Linked DNA regions of Sus scrofa: all the other regions are linked to region 2. Evidence: chromatin contacts called from public Hi-C, HiChIP or PLAC-seq and promoter capture Hi-C data. All regions are on one chromosome and are shown on one strand. The core of a region is the stretch at or near the end of the contact, and the rest is flanking DNA. Distances in the headings are between cores, read along the strand shown.

What was found. Promoter capture Hi-C pulls out the DNA fragments that hold promoters and counts their contacts. A called contact is a pair of places that touch in the nucleus more often than the background predicts. HiChIP or PLAC-seq counts read pairs in DNA pulled down with a chosen protein or histone mark.
Region 1: a Hi-C map of liver shows a contact between it and region 2, with 5 times the contacts expected there. The contact joins the promoter of CCDC94 here to the promoter of MAP2K2 in region 2. A contact is called at or near these places in 1 of 5 promoter capture datasets (liver) and 2 of 47 Hi-C or Micro-C datasets (heart right ventricle and liver).
Region 3: a contact with region 2 is called in a promoter capture Hi-C map of liver, with 5 times the contacts expected there. The contact joins the promoter of EEF2 here to the promoter of MAP2K2 in region 2. A contact is called at or near these places in 2 of 5 promoter capture datasets (fetal liver and liver), 11 of 47 Hi-C or Micro-C datasets (alveolar macrophages, embryonic fibroblasts, heart right ventricle and 6 more) and 1 of 2 datasets of contacts at active chromatin or transcription factors (alveolar macrophages).
Region 4: an H3K27ac HiChIP or PLAC-seq map of alveolar macrophages shows a contact between it and region 2. The contact joins the promoter of PIAS4 here to the promoter of MAP2K2 in region 2. A contact is called at or near these places in 4 of 47 Hi-C or Micro-C datasets (alveolar macrophages, heart right ventricle, liver and 1 more) and 2 of 2 datasets of contacts at active chromatin or transcription factors (alveolar macrophages and skeletal muscle).

The regions. Positions count from the first base shown.
Region 1 is chr2:74,525,253-74,530,442 of Sscrofa11.1, forward strand. It overlaps CCDC94 (coiled-coil domain-containing protein 94), which reads right to left and starts at 3,081. Exons shown (of 8, transcript XM_013994769.2): 1 at 2,948-3,081; 2 at 116-216. The coding sequence starts at 2,971.
Region 2 is chr2:74,623,813-74,629,197 of Sscrofa11.1, forward strand. MAP2K2 (mitogen-activated protein kinase kinase 2) reads left to right here and starts at 2,927. Exons shown (of 11, transcript NM_001244550.1): 1 at 2,927-3,288. The coding sequence starts at 3,197.
Region 3 is chr2:74,744,500-74,749,647 of Sscrofa11.1, forward strand. It overlaps EEF2 (elongation factor 2), which reads left to right and starts at 2,042. Exons shown (of 15, transcript XM_003354002.5): 1 at 2,042-2,192; 2 at 3,215-3,429; 3 at 4,312-4,493; 4 at 4,571-4,782. The coding sequence starts at 2,190.
Region 4 is chr2:74,728,168-74,733,158 of Sscrofa11.1, forward strand. PIAS4 (E3 SUMO-protein ligase PIAS4) reads right to left here and starts at 1,625. Exons shown (of 11, transcript XM_003354007.4): 1 at 1,517-1,625. The coding sequence starts at 1,543.

The DNA of each region.
Region 1 (5,190 bases), core at 1,831-4,330, 98 kb before region 2:
CCTGATCACTGGCCCACTGGGTCCACATCTGAGCCAGGACTGGTGCCTTGGTCTGGGCACTGGGGATGGCTGCTCTCTGTGGACGCCAGGCGCTGGGTCCCGCGGGGATGCTCACCTCATGTTGAAGGGGGCCATTAGCCGTACCACGTACTGCCGGTCTTTGGGCAGCTTGAGCTTGGGGATCTTCGACGGGTCAAAGTCAGGTGGGTAGTATTTCTGTGGGGAGGAAGAAGTGTCAGTGGAGTTGCTTTCAGACGCAGGGGCAGGGCAAAGGGAAGGGGCCCCAGGGAGCTGTGTCTGGGTCCCCAGGACCACTGCCAGTTTCGATGACTTGGTAGGAAGACTCCTAGGACTCTGCACACACATATGCTCACAGCTACTATTCACTGCAGCAAAAGGATGCAGAGAAAAACCAGCAAAGGGAAAAGGCACGTGGGGCGGGGCCCAGGGAGACCGGAAACAGCTCCCAGTTTCTCCTGACGGAGTTATTCCCTCAGCGGTGAACTGTGACAACACGTGTGAAATGTCTCCCGGGGAAGCTCATAGAGACTCAGCATCCAGGGTTTTCACTGGGGACTGTCATGCAGGCACCTCTGCCCAGCATGGATGACGACTCCAGGAGGTGAGCAGATGCTCAGCATAACCACATGGTTTGTTCAAATGGTTTAAGCTAATGGAGCCATCCTTTTCGAGGGACAGTGAGAACCACCCTGAAATTCAAGTTCCTGGATGCCAGCCAAGGTACAACATTGCAAGGAGGCCTTATAGTGTTGTTGTTGTTTTTCCTTTTTATAGCCTCACCTACAGCATATGGAAGTACCAGGCTAGGGGTTGAATCAGAGCTGCAGCTGAGGCCTATACCATGGCTACAGCATTACCAGATTCGAGGCACATCTGTGACCTACATCAGAACTTGTGGCAACACTGGATCCTTAACCCACTGAGTGAGACCAGAGATCGAACCCACATCCTCATGGATACTAGTCAGGTTCATAACCCGCTGAGCCACAATGGGAACTCCTATGCCGGATTCTTAACCCACTAAGACACAACGAGAACTCCAGAAGCAGGTCTGTCTTTCTCTTTCTTTAGGGCCTCACCCAGGGCATACGAAGTTCCCAGGCTATGGGTCGAATCAGAGCTGTAGCTGCCAGCCTATACCACAGCCACAGCAACGCCAGATCCAAGCCACATCTGCAACCTACCCCACAGCTCACTGCAACGCCGGATCTTTAACTCACTGAGCAGGGCAAGGGATCGAACCTACAACCTCATGGACACTAGTCGGGTACACTACTGCTGAGCCACAACGGGGACTCCTCACAAGCAGGCCTTTCTAAGGACAGCAGCCTCAGGCCTGTCGCATTAACTCTTTCTGCACAGGAGCCTGAGATGGAAAGTGTGGGGAAGGTGAGTTTGGATTATGTTTAAAAATCACCACGCAGGATAAACAGAAAATAAAGCACTTTGAGCTCTGAGCACTTACGAGGTGCCACATACTATTTAGAGCTTTACATCCCTTGTTTTATGCAATCCCTGCAAAGACCTGAGACAGACAGCAGAGTACCCATAGGAAACTGAATCCTGGTGGTTTCAGCTACTCAAGGTCACACAGTGTGAGAAGCAAAGCCAGGGACACGACTTTGGGGAAACTGGTATCATGATTAAGAGCACACATTACAGAGCTGGGGGTACTGGGTTTGACTCCACCACTCTCTGGCTATTACATAATCTCTCTGGGCCTGAGTTTCCTCATCTGATGGAGGGATAACTTGTTCACCTGCAAGGACTTCGTGAATATGGCACTTAGAGCAGTACCTGGCAAACACAAGTATTTACCAGAAAGTTATGGGAATAGATGGCCTCCCAGCTAGATCCTCAGGATGGAAGAACTTTCACCCATATGAAGTCCTGGAATGTGAGGTGACTGGGGCTGGATTTTTCTTTTTCTTTCTTTCTTTTTTTTTTTAGTGCCAAACCTGTAGCATATGGGGGTTCCTGCGCTAAGGGTCAAATCCTAGCTGCAGCTGCCAAATCAGAGCTGTATCTGCGATCTGTGCCGCATCCTTCATCTACGCCGCAGCTTGCAGCAATGCCGGATCCTTAACCCACTGAGTGAAGCCAGGGATCAAACCCGCATCCTCATGCACACTAGCTGGGTTCTTAAGCCGCTGAGCTGCAACAGAAACTCCAGTGGCTGGATTCTTACCACAGGTGTTTAAAAGATTAGAGCACCGAGTTAGGGAAAGAGACATCAAACTGACCTTGGAAACCTGGGCTCGGAGCCATCAGTCTGGAGGTCTCTTCTCTACTCCTTCCTGACATCCTGGGTTTACACACTCCCAGGCCGGTGAGCTCACTCCTTACCTGGGAGCACACACCCTCTTAGACGGTGGGGGACAGGGACTCAGAATTCCGGAGTTTTCTTCTCTAGAAGCTGAATGCTGCTTTCCAGACCCCGCCCCCCTCAACACACACACCAGTTCTGTTAGGGAATGATTTTTTTTTTCCCCAAAAGAGCTGGCAGACTTAAGGCAACTGGAAAGGTCTCCAGCCGCACGCTGAATTTAGATAAGCCTAACCCTTCCCAAAGATCAGAACTGGCTAAAATAGACCCCCTGCCGGCGGTGCTTAGAGCTGAAATACCACGATTTTAAAATAGCTCCGCCCCAAGGAAAGTGATTGGATAATTCCCTTCAGAAGATCCAATCAGGAGAAGAGATCTGGTAAATACGCCCAAGCTCCGCCCCCAAAGGTGATGGGGTACACTCCAGGCTCCAGGATGAGGTTTAGCTGAAGGCCCACCCTCCGCGGAAGGTGATTGGGAGGAGTGTGCAGACCGTTGGGAAGAAGGCAAAGGTCCCACTAGAAGAGTATAATTAGCCCACTTCCGTTGGCTACGAGAGGTCCCACCACTGGTGGAAAGCCTTAGTCGCCCAACACTTACGTTTAAAACTTTTCGCTCCGACATCTTTGCCTCCTAGTCTTCTCACAAGCACGAGAGTACTGGTTAGGCTCGGTGCTTATCGAACTTTCCCGACCGTCTGTCCTTTGTATTTCCGCTTACGCCACTCCTTCAGCCGCTGTTATTGGCTGCAGCATATACAGCTTGCCTTTATCATTGGCTCCAGCTTCCGCCTGTCAACATCCGAGTCCCTCGGTCTTCCCTCCCTGGTTGCAACCCTGGGGGCGCTCATCAGAGGTTCCGGCGTTGGTCAGGATTTGAAATTTCAAGGAGGCGTTGCGCCCCCTAGAGGCGATGGGGCTGCCGGTCACGGCATTCCCTGTTTTCGTTTTTGTTTTTTTGGTTTTCTTCCTAGCGCCGCACCCGCGGCATATAGTTCACAGGCTAGGGGTCAGGTCGGAGCTACAGCTGCTGGCCTACACCACAGCCACAGCAACGCAGGATCCAAGCCGCGTCTGCGACCTACACCACAGCTCACAGCCATGCCAGATCCTTAACCCACTGAGGGAGGCCAGGGATGGAACCTGAAACCTCAAGGCTATTAGTCAGATTCGTTTCTGCTGCGTCACAACAGGAACTCCTCTTTTTGGTTTTTTAAGGGCCGCACCTGAGGCATATGGACTTCCCAGGCCTGGGGTCCAATCCGAGCTGCAACAGCCGGCCTTCACCACAGCAACGCCAGATCCCAGCATTGTCTGCGACCTACACCTCAACTCATGGCAATGCTGGATCCTTAACCCACTGAGTGGGGCCAGGGATCGAACCCACATCCTTATGGATACTGGTCGGATTCGTTACCACTGAGCCACAACAGGAACTCCTATTTGTTATTTCCCATGCCACACCAGCAGCATGTGGAAGTTCCTGGGCTAGGGATTGAATGGGAGCCACAGCTGCGATCTGTTCCTCAGCTGTGGCGATGAAGGATCCTTAACCCACTGTGGAGGCCCAAGGGTTGAACCTGCATCCTGGTGCTTCAGAGATGCCACTGATCCCATTGTACTACAGCCAGTCTTCCCTCCTACACACATATTTACTCCCTTATGTCTCCCTATTGCTTGCCTCTGTGTTCATCTTTCTTTTTTTTTTTTTTTTTTTGTCTTTTTGTCTTTTGTTGTTGTTGTTGCTATTTTTTGGGCCGCTCCCGCAGCATATGGAGGTTCCCAGGCTAGGGGTCGAATCAGAGCTGTAGCCACCGGCCTACGCCACAGCAACGCGAGATCCAAGCCGCGTCTGCGACCTACACCACAGCTCACGGCAACGCCGGATCGTTAACCCACTGAGCAAGGGCAGGGACCGAACCCGCAACTTCATGGTTCCTAGTCGGATTCGTTAACCACTGCGCCACGACGGGAACTCCTGTGTTCATCTTTCTAAAGAGGCCATCCCTTCCCTAGCCTCCCCCTTCCTTTTACAAATGTTTGCTCTGTATCAGAGATGTGCTTGGTCACTGGGGACACATCAGAGAACAAGACATAAGATTTCTGCCCCCCTGGAGATCACTGCCTGTGTAGTGGGACTGATGGACAATAAACACAGTCACACAAAAACTCAGGTCCTGGTAAGTGATTTGAAGACAAAACAACAGGGTAACAAAGTGATGAGAAGGGGCTACTTGAGAAAGTTGAGTGTCCTATGGCTGCTGTAACAAACTGCCACAAGCTCAATGTTTTATTTTTATTTTTAATTTTTTTTTTGTCTTTTTGCCATTTCTTGGGCTGCTCTTGAGGCATATGGAGGTTCCCAGGCTAGGGGTCGAATTGGAACCATAGCTGCTGGCCTACGCCAGAGCCACAGCAACGCCAGATCCGAGCCGCGTCTGCAACCCCACACCACAGCTCACGGCAACGCCAGATCCTTAACCCACTGAGCAAGGCCAGGGATGGAACCCACAACCTCATGGTTCCTAGTCAGATTCGTTAACCACTGCGCCATGACGGGAACCCCTGAATTTATTTTATTTTATGCCACACCTGTGGCATATGGAAGTTCTCAGGCCAGGGGTCAAATCTGAGCTGCAGCTGTGATCTATGCCACAGCTGTGGCAACACCAGATCCTTATCCCATGCTGCCAGGATAGGGATTGAACCCGCACTGCCACAGAGGGAACTCTGCTGACCTGTGAATTTAGACCTGAATGAAATGTACAGAGAAGCCCCTGGATTGAGAAAATGCTTCAGAGCCTGGCTCTTTGGCCCCCCTCCTCAGAGAAATCTTCCCAAACT
Region 2 (5,385 bases), core at 1,677-4,176:
CTGTGGTGTAGGTCACAGAAGTGGCTCAGATCTTGCATTACTGTGGCTGTGGATGTGGCTGGCAGCTGTAGCTCCGATTTGACCTCTGGCCTGGAAACTTCCATATGCTGCAGGTGCAGCACTTAAAAGAAAAAAAAAATGTGTTTATTGTATATGTGTTTTGTATTATATGTTATAGCTCAATAAAGAAGACCACATATATATATACACACATATATATGGCCTAAGAAAAAATAGTAGAGAAATCACTTTGCAGAACAGAAGGAAGTTGGAAACGCCCAGATCTGGGAAAGGTCATGGCATTATTTGAAGTTAGAGGAGCATTCTGCATTTTGGGGGAGTGAGTACCAGCAATGAAAGGCAAAACTTTTAAAAGCACTGAGATTGTAGAAATGCAAGAGCAGGTGAATCTGGGATCAGTTTTCATCACTAGAAAGCCATAGTAACATCTTTGCATTTTTAGAGCATTGTTACATTTTGCAATTATATATGTTTAGATTATCTATTTTTTAAACATTGTATCTCTCAGTGTCCAGTGCAGTGTCTAACACATAAAGGAGGAGCAAATTAACTGGTAGGGTTTTTTTTTTTTCTCTTTCCCGCAGAACCAGGGGCATGTGGAGGTTCCCAGGCTAGGGGTCAAACCAGAGCTACAGCTGCCGGCCTATGCCACAGCCACAGCAATGCAGGATCTGAGCTGCATCTGCAACCTACACCACAGTTCACAGCAACACCAGATCCTTAACCCACTGAGTGAGACCAGAGATCAAACACGAAACCTCATGGTTCCTAGTCAGATTTGTTTACGCTGCTGCGCCACAATGGGAACTCCCAAGTTGACTGTTAAAAGAATGACTGCAGGGTGGCTGGACAGGAAATGGGCAGGACTTACCCAGGGCAACAAGAGCACCTTGGCTGGACCTAGAAGAGGCTGACTGAAACTTTCTCTCTCCATTTCTTTCCATATGAAGATGCACCCCACCATGAAATGCACACAAGTGCTCAGAGAAGTGACCAAAAAAAAAAAAAAAAAAAAAAAAAAAAGGCAATGTGGTGGGTTTTTCATAAAGTCGACTTTTTCCTATTTAAGTGATTATTCTTTATTCTGTGCCATGTACTACCTCCCTTTTTCCTTAAATTGGTGTTAAAGTGACCTTTCTTTTTTTTTTTTTTTTTTGTCTTTTTGCTATTTCTTGGGCCGCTCCCGCAGCATATGGAGATTCCAAGGCTAGGGGTTGAATCGGAGCTGTAGCCACCGGCATACACCAGAGCCACAGCAACTCAGGATCCGAGCCGCGTCTGCAACCTACACCACAGCTCACGGCAACACCGGATCATTAACCCACTGAGCAAGGGCAGGGACCGAACCCGCAACCTCATGGTTCCTAGTCGGATTCGTTAACCACTGCGCCACGACGGGAACTCCTAAAGTGACCTTTCTCATAAAATGGTGTAGCCACTGTGGAAAACAGTATGATGGTTTCTAAAAAAATTAAACATAAGAGTTATTTTATGGCATATCAGGTTAAGGATACAGCATCATCACTGCAGTGGCTTGGGTCACTGCTGTGATGCAGCTTCAATTCCCCACCCAAGGGCATGTCCACATGTGGCCCAAAAAATAAAAAATAAATAAACGGAGTTCCCGTCGTGGCGCAGTGGTTAACGAATCCGACTAGGAACCATGAGGTTGCGGGTTTGATCCCTGCCCTTGCTCAGTGGGTTAACGATCCGGTGTTGCCGTGAGCTGTGGTGTAGGTTGCAGACGCGGCTCGGATCCCGCGTTGCTGTGGTTCTGGGTAGGCCGGTGGCTACAGCTCCGATTCGACCCCTAGCCTGGGAACCTCCATATGCCGTGGGAGCGGCCCAAGACCAAGAAATAGCAAAAAGACCAAAAAAAAAAAAAATTAAAAAAAAACATAGAATCACCAAATGATATTCAAAAGAGTTGCAAGCAAAGATTTAAAGAGAAATTGATACACTCACCTTCATAGCAGCACTGTTCATAAGAGCCAAAAGGTGGAAACTCGCAAATGTCCATTAACAGATAAGATAAACAATGTAGGGTCCAACCATACAACAGTGTATTATTCAGCCTTAAAAAGGGAGGAAATTCTGACACACACCACAACATGGATGAACCTTGAGAACATGATGCTGAGTGAAATAAGTCTGTCACAAAAGGACAAATACCTTATCATTCCACTTACAGGAGGTCCCTAGAGCAGTTGAATTCATAGAGACAGAAGGAAGAGTGGTGGTCTAGGGGAGTAGAATGGGGAGTTGGTGTTCAATAAGGGGGACGGATTTTCCGTTTGGGAAGAAGATAAAGTTCTGGAGATGGATGGTGGGAAAGGTTGCATAACAGTGTGAATATAGTTACTGCCACTAAACTACACATTTACAATTGGTAAAATGGTAAATTTTATGTTACATATATTTATAACAACAAAAGTTTTTTAATGACCTCTCTTTTATGAGTGAATGATAGTAATTGGTAGTATGAGTTAATTGCTGGGGGGATGTGGGGGTCCGTATTGGCAAAAAGCCTTTAGTTGACTCTTAGGTCAACTTAAGTCTCCTATTTTTGAAGGTTTTACTGGTTCATGTAGTTCCAGTCTGTCACCTGTAAAGCTCTAGGGGTCTGACCGCCCCTCCTCCACTGCCGCTCCACCCCCAACACCTGTCTGTCGCATTGTCCCTCTCGCCCCACTCCCGGAGCTTGCGCAAAAGCTGTGTGGGGGGAGGCGAGCTAATACGCATGCTCCAGGCCTGGCCTCAACTAAGTCTCCGCCTATTTCCCCCTTCGGGAGGCGGCCTTAGAGTGGTGCGCACGCACCGCGGTGAGGGGTGGGATCTGGCTCGATTCCTAGGAGCTGGCTCTCGCGATAGGCCGGCCCGCGATCTCGTCACTCTCCCTCCTCTCCCCTCCCTCGGCCTCCCCGGCTCCGGCTGCAGCGTCAGCCTCGGCCAGACTTTGGTGGCCGCGCCGGCCCAGATCCCTTGACTTCAGTCCCGGTGCCCTTTGGCGCCCCTCGGCCCCGATCCGCAGCGCCGATCATCCTCCCCGCCCCGGCGCCGGCCTAGGCCGCGGCCACAGCCCCGGGCTCAAGTCGGCGTCGCCTGCTCCCGGCCCGCCCCCTATGGGCCCCGGCTAGAGGCGCCGCCGCCGCCGCCGCCGGCCCGCGGAGCCCCGATGCTGGCCCGGAGGAAGCCGGTGCTGCCGGCGCTCACCATCAACCCCGCCATCGCCGAGGGCCCGTCCCCCACCAGCGAGGGCGCCTCCGAGTGAGTGGGATGGGCCGGGGCCGGGGAGAGGACAGGATTGGGGGGGGGGGGTCCCAGAATAGCGAGATCGGGGAGAGAGGGTCCCTGAGAGGAGAGCTGAGCGGCTCTGAGGATCGACGTTGGCGGAAGGGGGTCCCTGAGTTGCGAAATAGGGCTGGAGGGGGGTTCTTACTGGGAGAAGATAGGATGAGGGGGTCTCTGCGTATTGAATCGGTCCCTACCAGGAAAAGGCTGGGGTTCGGGCCTTTTTGATATAGCGAAGCCAGGGTGATGGTGGGAGGGTTCCTGGGAGGTGAGAATGGATTAGGGGTTCCTAGTAGTGAAGTCAGAGTAAAGGGGAGGAGTCCCTGGGTAATGAGGTGGAGGTGGGGGGAGGTTCTTGCAGGCCCAGAATGGGGCGAATGGGATTCCAGAGAGGAGAGGATGGGGCGGGAGAGTGGGATCCCTTGAGACGAGCATGGGGTATGGAAGTCCAGGAAGGGGGCAAGGGGGTGTCTGAGAAATGAGGATGGGGGAGGGATCTTTGAGGGCTGAGAGGGTCTCTGAGGGATCTGGGGGGAAGGGACCTGAGAAGATCCTGCTGGTGGTGGGTGGGGCGCCTGAGCCTGGGGAAAGTGGTGAGGAAGCCTGGAGGAGGCTTAGAGGCTGGGAGAGCAAGGAGTGAGGGGCATTTGGAGGGGCAGGGTGTGAGGAGAACTGGGAGCCATTCAGGGAAGAAGTCTGGGGCCTGCCAGGACCCCTGAAAGCAGGTGAGCAGAGACTCTGAATCAAATGGATTCGCAAAACCTTGAGAAGCTGGAGAAATGCAGGCGGTTTGAGGCAATTGAGTGAGACAGGAGGACTTTGGGGCAGCAGGTGGGATCAGAGAAAGGAACATCAAGGCCTTAGGGGTTACCTGATGGCAGAGTATTGTGTGAGGTCACATGCCAGAGTGGCTCCAGAGCATGTCCGTCTGACCTCCCCACTCCTATTCTCCATGCTGGAGCAGAGCAGGACAGTCTGAGAGGCCACTGGCTAGGGTGCCTGTGCTGTGCTTGCCATATGACCCCCAAGAACCAGGTATGATGTGGGGATGGCACATTTGGTGCCTCTCAGGTATTTGGCCTCCTACGACCAGATGAAGGACCAGATGAAGGAAGCACACCGTGATGCATGCATGTGTGAGTTCACAGCTTTCTCTGTCCCCGAGGGCGTGGCTCAGTGTGGGGACATGTTCCTTATTCCCCCCCAAAGTCCACTTATTCAAAAAAAAAAGCACAAGAGCTCCTTTATCATATTCTCTTCTTTTTGTTTTACACAATTTCTGATTCCCATCCCTTTAAGAATTTGCCCCATAGAGGAAGCCAGCCATCGGAATTCCAGGGTTTTTTTTTAAATAACCACAGTTGAGTTGCCATTAAATTTAAAATGGATTAATCAGCTAACTCCAGAATGCATTTTAGATGTCAGAGGGGAGTACCAGAGACCTTCCATGGTCTGGCCACAGAAGCTGCCTCTTCAGCCCTATGGTGGCACATATATTCATTTCTTTGCCTTCCTCTGTACAACGGCGTCTTTTCCATTCCTTCTTCTCCCAGGTCTTCATTCACCAAGCATTCTGAGAACACCTGCTGGGCCCTGGTTCTGGTTCAGGGGGTCCCTACCGTGAGCACAGGCTCTGCAGGCAGGAAGGACACAGGTGTGATTCCGGGCTCTGCCACTTCCTTGCATTGTGACCCTCAGGCAGGTTACTCTGAGCCTCTTCCCTCCTGTGTGGGCTGAGGCTACAAGAGACTCACCTCCCAGGAGGATGATGAGCATTAAGCTAAATGGGTAAAGCCCTGGTACCTGCTCAGGATGTGTCACCCGGTTCCCTCTCTCCCAGCGACCTCTTCAAGGTACCAGTGTTGGTGACATCACCCAGCAGCAGGTCATCTTACTCCTGTGTGCCCTTCTTTAAGTGGTAGGCCAGTTATGATTGAACTTGAGGATTGGGAGGCTCCTGTTAGAATTCCAGTCTCCCCCTTCATCCCCTGCTTAAATTCCCCCTAAAGGGCTCCTCCAGGTGAGTGGTCAACCTTGGCTTAAATGCCCTGGAGAATGGTGCCTGGAGACCTC
Region 3 (5,148 bases), core at 792-3,291, 120 kb after region 2:
CTCTCCGCTAAAGCTCTGCTCCTCCCTCAGGCTTCTGGGTCTGGAGTGGGGAGTGGTCCCCTAACCGTCTAGCCCCACCCCTGCTGCTGTGGGGTAGAACACCTCTGCATGGGTGGGGGGGTTACAGTGGGACGGAGATATATCTAAAATCTACTCATTTCCCTTAAACTCTCCCCGGCTTCTTTAACACCCAGCTAAATTCTCTCAATACGCAATCTATTCACTTGAGATCGAATTCAACCCTCTTAATGAAAACCTTTGCTTTTCATCTCTTAAATGCTACAATTTCCAAGGAAGTGCCCGGGAAGTGCCTCCTACGGAACGCCGCAACAGTGGGGTGATGAGTACTCGTAAACATTTTTAAAATTTAAGATAAAATTTTTACTTAGAGTGGGAAACGATACCCATCTCCAGAAAACGCGCCCCCCGAATGGCGCATGCGCTTGCCCTGTAAAATTAACCTGGAAAGGGTCCCGAACCTAGGCGCAGGTGTTTAGAGATCCCGGATTGAGCTTAAGGGGTGACATCTGCTGCCTGCCACCCTGCCTTTCTGAGCCTCCATCAGACAGTAGATAGCTAATGAGCAGCTTCTTCCTGCCTTTGTTTCCCCCTGGGTTAAACACGGAACGGTGCTGGCAATCTTTGATTAAATGAAATTAAGGCTGTGTGTGACGTGCTTTACAAAGCGAAATGCGCATAGTCTTGGTGGGGAGAGGGGCTTTATTTTTTTTTTTTCTTTTTTTGTAATGGCCGCACCCAGAGGATATGGAACTTCCTGGACCAGGAATCAAATCCCAGCCAGAGCTCCGGACCTAAACCACACCTGCCCTGACGGTGGATTCTTAACGAGGCCGCACTGCGCCACAGCGGGAACGCCGAGAGGGGCTTAAGTCCAGACCTGAGCTTGCAAGGCTTTTTACATGTGTACATCATCCCTTCTCCTAGCATAGGGAAAGCACTTCAGTCCCCCTTCTTTTGGCAGAATGAGTTTAAGGAAAGAAGTGGGTTAATTTGTGCTAATATCACTAATTGGTGCAAGAAATACTTATGAGCGCCTACTGTGTACCAGGCATTGAGTTGGGCTCTTTATCAAGGATAAAGATACTGAATTGAAAGCCAGCTCATTCCATCCAGTCAGAGATCTGAAATACAATTGTTTCTTAGGGTCATATTAGGACACAAATGCAAAGTAGTCTTCCTGCGCCTCCCCCTGGAAGGAAAATGAAATAGAAAATGGGATTATGCATGTGAAGAAGCGTTCAGCCCCTGTGCCCGCGACACAGCAAACCAGTTCCTGAAATAAGTGCTCATTGATAGTAATGATAGTTAATTAAAAAGAGCTGACGTGTATTGAGAACTGTGTCAGGTATGGCGGTAGTTTTACTGTTCCCCGGTGAGGCAGTACAGATTACTCCCATTTTACAGACAAGAAAACCGAACAGAAAATCCGAGTATCTACTGTAAGAACACTTACAGCGGTGGGACAGTAGGTATTTTGTTCACTGTTATATCCGCAACACCTACAGCCATGCCTGTTATAGGAGACGCTCAACCCGTCTCTTTGGAATAAATGAGTGCTTAAAAAATTACCTGCTTTTTAAAAATCTTATTTTAATGAAATAATTATAGACGTAGTTGCAAAAATAGTACAGAGAGGTCCCTAGTACCCTTTCCCCCAGCTTCCCCCATTACTGTCAATTTACATCACACTATCAAATCCAGGAAATTAACCTTGGCACATTCCACAGACCCTGTTCATATTGTAATGTGTTTTAATACAAATGTTTGGCATTTTACAAATTGATATCGTGCTAGGATTGGAGTAATATTCTCAGCTAAGGCTGAGCTCTTCCCTTTCTGCACCGGAGTATTGCATACCTGAGGCGTGCACCCACCTCGGGGCCAAACACGCCCCAGGGAAAATCTTAAGTGCTGAATGTAGACCCCCTACTTTCCAGCAGCCTTGCAGACGCCTAAGGGGTTACCCGGGGGGAGGGCGTCAGTGCGCCTGCGCGCAGCGATGCTTCACCCCGCCCCCGAAGCGCGATCAGATGACCCGCCCAACCGGCGTCGGCCTATAAAAGCTCGGGTGTTGACGTCAGCGTTCTCTTCCGCCGTCGTCGCCGCCATCCTCGGCGCGACTAACCTTACTCGGATCTGCCCGGTAGAATCCACCGCCATCCGTCACCATGGTGAGCAGTGCTGTCCAGAGGGCGGCCTGGAGCAGCGGCGGGGCCTCTGCAGGACCGGCGCTGCCAAGCCTGGAGTGCTGTGGCCTCCGGGACCGGGAGTAGACATGGCGGCTGCGGGGCTGGAGGGCCTGGGGCTGAGAAAGCGGTTGCCGCCATGTCTACGCGCTGCACTTCTCACCGAACTTCGCTTCCGGGGGCGCCGCCGCCCCGCGGGGTCCCCGGTCCTGCCGAGGCTGGGGCGGAGGCGGGGCGGTGGGGTATGATGATGTGGCAGACGCTGTAATGGCGGGCGCCGCTGTGCGAGCAGGGAGAGGGGAGCCGCCTTATGTAACCCGCGGGCCAGGAGTTTGAGTTCGATTTTCTGTCGGAAGTCGTGGGCGGCAAGGAAATGGCAAAAGGAAAGGAGAGTAAGACCCTTGGTAGCGCCCCATCTTACGCTCTGTAACCTTGGCATGATCCCTTGTCTTTACTGTATTTCCCAATTGTGAACACCTGATTCCGGGGCCACGCGGTGGAGGCTCGCGCCGGTTAGCACTGCGCAGGTCCCCCCACCTGACCGCGGGTGTCATTCAAGGAATCCAGGGTGGCGTGGGTGGCTCTGCCTGACCCCCGCAGCGAGGGGTGACCTTGGTTGTTTAAGAGGCTCTTTGGTTGGGGGAAGCCTGGAGGTACACACAGTGGCAACACAGTGTGACTTGGGGAGCTTCAGCTCTCCAGTATTCTTTAAATGGTCTCCGTGATACCCCGGTATTTACTCAGTTTAAAGGAAAGATGTCGCACTTTGGGACTTCTCAGTTTTCATTCTGGACTGTCATTCTTGAGTTGTGAGGACCAGGGAACGTGGTGAGAAGCATTTTTAAAAGAATGTCAACAAAGAGGGGGATTTGAGTGGGAGTTGGGGTGGCTCCAGGACCAACCCCCTTTGACCTTAGCCTAGCAGTGTCTATTGATCAAAGCCTTAGTGCCAAAACCCATTCCCTGAGAGCTGGGCACCTCTGAGACTCTCCTCCCCCCACCCGTAGGTGAACTTCACAGTAGACCAGATCCGGGCCATCATGGACAAGAAGGCTAATATCCGAAACATGTCCGTCATTGCCCACGTGGACCATGGCAAGTCCACTCTGACGGACTCATTGGTGTGCAAGGCTGGTATCATCGCCTCCGCCCGGGCTGGGGAGACCCGCTTCACTGACACCCGGAAGGATGAGCAGGAACGTTGCATCACTATCAAATCAACGTGAGCAATTCCTGGTGTCCTCTGGATGGGGAGGGACGGGGGAGGTGCTTATCTTGGTGGGTATGAAGGACAGACAGTAGCCTTCACTTACTTGAAGGCTTTTGGGGAGGTGAGTGGAACACCTTGGGGCTGCATTTTTGCACTATGAAGAGACATGAGGTTTCACCCAGTGAGATGGGAATCTTTATGTCCAGTGAAAAAGGCACAGTGAGGGTGATATTAATGGGCCTTGGAGAGCAAAGGGGGCAAGGGGCTCTTCTCAATGTCTGGAGACATCTAGGAGGATGCAGCTGGCAGCCAAGAAAGGATATACTGTTGAAAGTTTTCCCCTGTGCAAGGGAGCACCTTGTGAGTTTTCTGGCTTCAGAATGGCAACAGGGTGAGAACTGAAAGAAAAGCGACTGTAACTGGCAGTTATTTTCATTTGGTAACTTCTTCGTCATTGTTGATAATCAGCTGGGAATGGAGGGGAAGGAAGGATGAAAGGTAGTTTTTGGTGTTTCAAGGCTTTGCCTGATTGTGTAGTTGCTCCTTGGAATCAGGTGCCTTGAACCTGGGAGGAACCTTGTGGACTCTGGTTCTTTGCCGCTGGTACCAGGGAGGTGAGGTGGGTGTTCCTAGTGGAAGGTGCTGCAGAGCTTGCGTGGGAAGTCTGAAGTTCATTTGTAGGGATGAGTAATGCAGGGAGAGGAGACACTTTGCAGCGTCTGCCTCTTTTTTTTTTTTTTTTTTTTCCCCTGGTTCCTCTCCTTGGGAGTTAAGAGCATCTGCCCTGAGTCCCTTTGGGCAGAAACCTAGGTGACTACAGGGCTGATGTGGAACAGGTTAAGAGCTAGGCCGAGGTGTATCTTTCATTTAGCTCACCTGTCCCAATCTCTTCAGGGCCATTTCCCTCTTCTATGAGCTCTCAGAGAATGACTTGAATTTCATCAAGCAGAGCAAAGATGGCTCTGGCTTCCTCATCAACCTCATTGATTCACCTGGGCACGTGGACTTCTCCTCAGAAGTGACAGCAGCTCTCCGTGTCACCGATGGTGCCTTGGTGGTGGTGGACTGTGTGTCAGGTAAGCACTGGGTGGCTCGGAATCTGGGGCTGGCCGTTCTTTACTCTTTGGAGACCTTACCTCATACCTGTCCCCAGGTGTGTGCGTGCAGACAGAGACAGTGCTGCGCCAGGCTATTGCTGAGCGCATCAAGCCTGTGCTGATGATGAACAAGATGGACCGGGCCCTGCTCGAGCTGCAGCTGGAGCCCGAGGAGCTCTACCAGACCTTCCAGCGCATTGTGGAGAATGTCAATGTCATCATTTCCACCTATGGGGAGGGCGAGAGTGGCCCCATGGGCAACATCATGGTAGGATTGCTTGACTGCTGAAGCTGGGATTGCTTGGCACAGTATCTCACCTCCTTTGTACCCAATATTCCCTCAGTTGCTCCTGTGGATGGGCTGCAGTCTTCCTGGAGGATGCCCCTGGGGAACCATTCCTGGGGCTTCTTGAGATCTTTATTTCAGTGGGCTGTTAGAAACCTAGAGTGACAAATGGGCAGGACTCTAGGGAAGGCTGTGGGGTAGTGGGTTACTCTTGCTGATAAAGGCCAGTGAGTGGGGCAAACGCCTGCAGGGTTATTGCGTATCTCTCCTCTCTGGTGTTGGGCATGGAGGCGGAGTTGGGCACCCTGTATGTACATGATGACTAAAATTTCTTCACTTTGACCTGAT
Region 4 (4,991 bases), core at 375-2,874, 100 kb after region 2:
AATACCCTATAATCACAGAACCTTGAGGGCTTCATTTCAGACCCCAGTGGGAAGGGAAGGGAGATGTAAGGAAAGGGAAAGAAAACATTTACAGGTCAAGACCCTGGGGAGGACAGACCAGAGGGGTGGGGGTGCCTCAGTTCTGCAAAGGTCCTGCCCTCTACATCCCTGAGACCTGTGGCCTTGAGTAAACTTCTTACAGAAGAAGTCTCGTGCAGTCAGGGGCAAGAGTTCTGGAGCCTCACCTCAGAGAGGCTACCTTGAAGAAAATACATCTCTGGAAAACTGATGCTTCCAGCTTAGTCCCAAGAGGGTTAAAAAGGACCCTAAGCTAAGAGAAGGGATGGTATCTATGGGATGTGGAACCTGGACCCCAAACAGGAATACAGCAGAGAAGCACTAGGAACTACCCTACAGAAAAAATCCTACCCTGCAGTCAATCAGAGACCTTCCAAGGACCAACACGAGAGACCAGAAGAAAGAGAGAGGGGCCTCAGATGCCAAAGCTGGGATGCAAAAGCAGGGGTTCTGGGGCTAGGTGGAAAGGGAGTGTGATCTGAGCAGTAGATCCACAATGAAGTAGAATACAGAGGAAACAGCCAAGGTTGGGAAATAAGAGTCTGATCCCGCAAGGGTGAGGACTAGAACCCCCAGAAGTAGTCCAAAAGGGCATAGATGCTGTCCTAAAGGGGAAGAGGGAGAAGGAAGGCAGAGCTCAGAACCGAAGACTGAGAGGAGAGAGATGGGAAGGTCTTGGACACAGGGGCCAGAGCTCCATCCCAGGGGGGCACACTCAGTTAACACCAAGCCCACTCCAGGGTGAGGAAGGTGTCGGGAGGGAGGCGGGGTTCTGGAACCAGAGCAGGAGCTGAACAGGGCCCCAAACACCAGTTTAGCGTACAGACCCCAAGAGACACACTATTTTTGAGGGACATTGAGGACCCCAGCTCATCACTCCGGACGGTGCAAGCGGTGGCAGAAGAGTCAGGGGACCCTTCTGAGCAAGGAGTAGCCAACCCCAGTCTAGTCGGCTAGTCGGCTGGGGCGAGGAGGCTAAGACCCTGACGGCAGCCATGGCGGGAGAGAAGACGCGCAGACAATCCCAAAGGCCAAAGAGCGCGGACCCCTGTTTGGGACGAGAAGACAAGCAGCTCAGCCCGTGAAGCTGTCCGTGGGGACTGTGCCTCAAGCTGGGAGGCGCGGCCCTGTGCCCGTGTTTAGGGAGATTTGTAGGTAACCTAACCGCTCGAGCTGGAGAAGGGGACCCCAAGCTCAAGCCCAGGGGCCGACCCCCCAGGGCGAAGAGTGGGGTGAGGTTTTCGGGGGCCCCGCCCCCGGCCTCCGCGCGCCCCGCCCGCACCCGGAGTCCGGGGACCAGGGGCGGGCGAGGAGGCCGGACGCCGAGGTGCGAGCGGGCTGTGTCTCAGGACCCCGAGCGGAAGGCGCAGACCTCGGCCTGCCGCCCGGTCCACGCACCCCCCACCCTCCCGGGCCGGCGCCGCGGCCGCTCACTCACTTTGGCCTCCACCAGCTCCGCCGCCATCTTGGCCACCAGCGTCCCCCGCGCCGGGAGCCCCCAGCCGTCGCGTCACGTGACTGCCCTCCACTCGCGGGCGGGGCCTATGCCGCGACCAATTAGCACCCGCGCGCCCTCCTCCCCGCGGCGCGCGCGACCGCGCACTGCGCAGGCGCGCGCGGCCACCGCCCGGGCCTCGGGCCAATCAGGGTGGCCCGACACCGCCCCCCTCTTTAGCTCGCGGCGACCACGCCCACCCCTGGCTGCGTCTAGCTTCTTAAAGGCGCACGAGTGCCGCACAGGTAGGGGTGGGTGCTGGGTCCTGTCTTGGGAGGGAATAGATAGCAGAGGCGACAACAATGCAGCAAGGTGTTGCGGGTCCCCGGTGCGAGGCGGCTGCCAGGTGCTTGACCGGACGCCCGGTGGCGTGGGGGCGGGGAGAAGACAGTTGGCCGGCTCAGCAGCTGCCAATGCGTGCAGCGAGGCGCCTTGCAGAGCAGCGCTGTGCAGCCTCAGGCGTGCTATACATCCGGGTCCTGGCTCGGCAGAGGGGGCTCGGGCGCGGCGCCCCCCACTTAGTTGGCTCCCGGCGGAGAAATGCGGGACCTCCTGCCCACTTCCCGGAGCTCGTGCATCCCTCACACCCGTAAGCGTACTCCTCTCGCTAGTTCTGGCTCCCCATCCACAGTAAACCTTTGGAATCTGCACTAACCGGAAACTCCCCTGCTCAAGAGCTCTCTGTGGCTCCTCAGTGCTCGCGGGCCACAGAGCTCAAAGTTTCTTGTATCAAAAGCAGGAAGAAAGAGGACAAAACTGTGTATTTCAGGGCCCATCCCTTGACATTATAAATATCAGGGCAAGAATTAGCCGAAATTTGAGTGCCCCAAATGACCCTGTTATCAAGATAAATGTTTGTGTGATATATGTGAGAGATATATATACATATTTTTTTTTTTTTTGGCTGTTCCTCAGGGCATGGCAAGTTTTCCAGGCCAGGAGTTGAATCCGCACCGAAGAAGCGACCCAAGCCATAGCAGTGACATTGCCAGATCCTTAACCACTAGGCCACTAGGGAACTCCTGTGCAATATTTTTTAAGAAAAATTAATGCAGGAGTTCCCGTCGTGGCGCAGTGGTTAACGAATCCGACTAGGAACCATGAGGTTGCGGGTTCGATCCCTGCCCTTGCTCAGTGGGTTAACGATCCGGCGTTGCCGTGAGCTGTGGTGTAGGTTGCAGACACGGCTTGGATCCTGCGTTGCTGTGGCTCCGGCGTAGGCTGGCAGCTACAGCTCCGATTGGACCCCTAGCCTGAGAACCTCCATATGCCGCAGGAGCGGCCCAAAGAAATAGCAAAAAGACAAAAAAAAAAAAAAAGAAAGAAAGAAAAAGAAAAATTAATGCAAAAAAACTCCATGATGAAGAAAATACTAATTTAAGAGAGAATCTAACTCTGCAGTTGCAGTCAATACCTCCCTCACCTCACCATAACTCATTTACCTCACCCAAAACTCTGACTCTGCAGGGTTTTGTTTTACTTTTTTTACAATGTTTTATTTTGGGGCACATCAAAGTTCCTGGGCCAGGGATCGAATCCTTAATTCGCTGTGCCACAGCAGGAACTTCGAGCACCAGAATCTTAATCCAGGTCTGACCTTCTCCACACGGTTATAAACTGCATCAGACTGTTCCAGCAGATATTCAGTGATAATCTCTCCATATATCAAAAACCTAATATATGCCAGACACTTTTGAATTAGGAGCGAACATCTTCTGCAAAGATCCAGATAATAAGTATTTTCAGCTCTACAAGCTACAGACAGCATCTGTAGCAACTACTCAACTCGGTGGGCATAGTCATGTACCAATAAAACTTCATTTTAGTCATTCCCATTATGGCACAGTAGAAACAAATCCAACTAGGAACCGTGAGGTTTCGGGTTTGATCCATATCACTCAGTGGGTTAAGGATCCAGTGTTACAGTGAGCTGTGGTATAGGTTGCAGATGCAGCTCAGACCTGGCATGGCTGTGGAGTAGGCCGTCAGCTGTACCTCTGATTGGACCCGTACCATGGGGCCCTCCATATGCCTTGGGTGCGGCTCTAAAAAGCAAAACAAAAACAAAAATCCCTTCATTTCTAAACACTGAATTTGAATTTTATAGAATTTTTACATATAATGAAATATTATTTGAATTTTGGTTCAGACACTGAAAAGAGAAACACTTTTAGCTCAAGGGCTGTTCAGAACAGTTGTCAGACCAAAAAGAAAACAAAAAGACAACTTACAGAATGGGAGAAAATAGTTTCAAATGATGCAACTGACAAGGGCTTAATCTCTAGAATATATAAGCAACTTATACAACTCAACAGCAAAAAAACCAATCAATCAATGGAAAAATGGGCAAAAGACCTGAATAGACATTTCTCCAAAGAAGATACACAGATGGCCAGCAAACACATGAAAAAATGCTCAACATCACTGATTATAAGAGAAATGCAAATCAAAACTACCATGAGATATCACCTCACACCAGTCAGAATGGCCATCATTAATAAATCCACAAATAACAAGTGCTGGAGGGGCTGTGGAGAAAAGGGAACCCTCCTGCACTGCTGGTGGGAATGTAAACTGGTACAGCCACTATGGAGAACAGTTTGGAGATACCTTAGAAATCTATACATAGAACTTCCATATGACCCTGCAATCCCACGCTTGGGCATCTATCCGGACAAAACTCTACTTAAAAGAGACACATGCACCCGCATGTTCATTGCAGCACTATTCACAATAGCCAGGACATGGAAACAATCCAAATGTCCATCGACAGATGATTGGATTCGGAAGATGTGGTATATATACACAATGGAATACTACTCAGCCATAAAAAAGGATGACATCATGCCATTTGCAGCAACATGGATGGAGCTAGAGAATCTCATCCTGAGTGAAATGAGCCAGAAAGACAAAGGCAAATACCATATGATATCACTTATAACTGGAATCTAATATCCAGCACAAATGAACATCTCCTCAGAAAAGAAAATCATGGACTTGGAGAAGAGACTTGTGGTTGCCTGATGGGAGGGGGAGGGAGTGGGAGGGATTGGGAGCTTGGGCTTATCAGACACAACCTAGAATAGATTTACAAGGAGATCCCGCTGAATAGCATTGAGAACTATGTCTAGATACTCATGTTGCAACAGAAGAAATGGTGGGGGAAAAACTGTAATTGTAATGTATACATGTAAGGATAACCTGACCCCCTTGCTGTACAGTGGGAAAATAAAATAAAATAAAATAAAATAAAATAAAAAAGAACAGTTGTCAGGATAGATTTGGCCCTTCCTTTCTTCCATTCTAATAGGTATGCAATGGTATCTCACTGGGGTTTGATTTTAACTCCCTAAATCTATGATTAGGATTCTCATTTTTTTCATGTGCTTATTAGTCATTTGTATATCTTCTGTGTTTT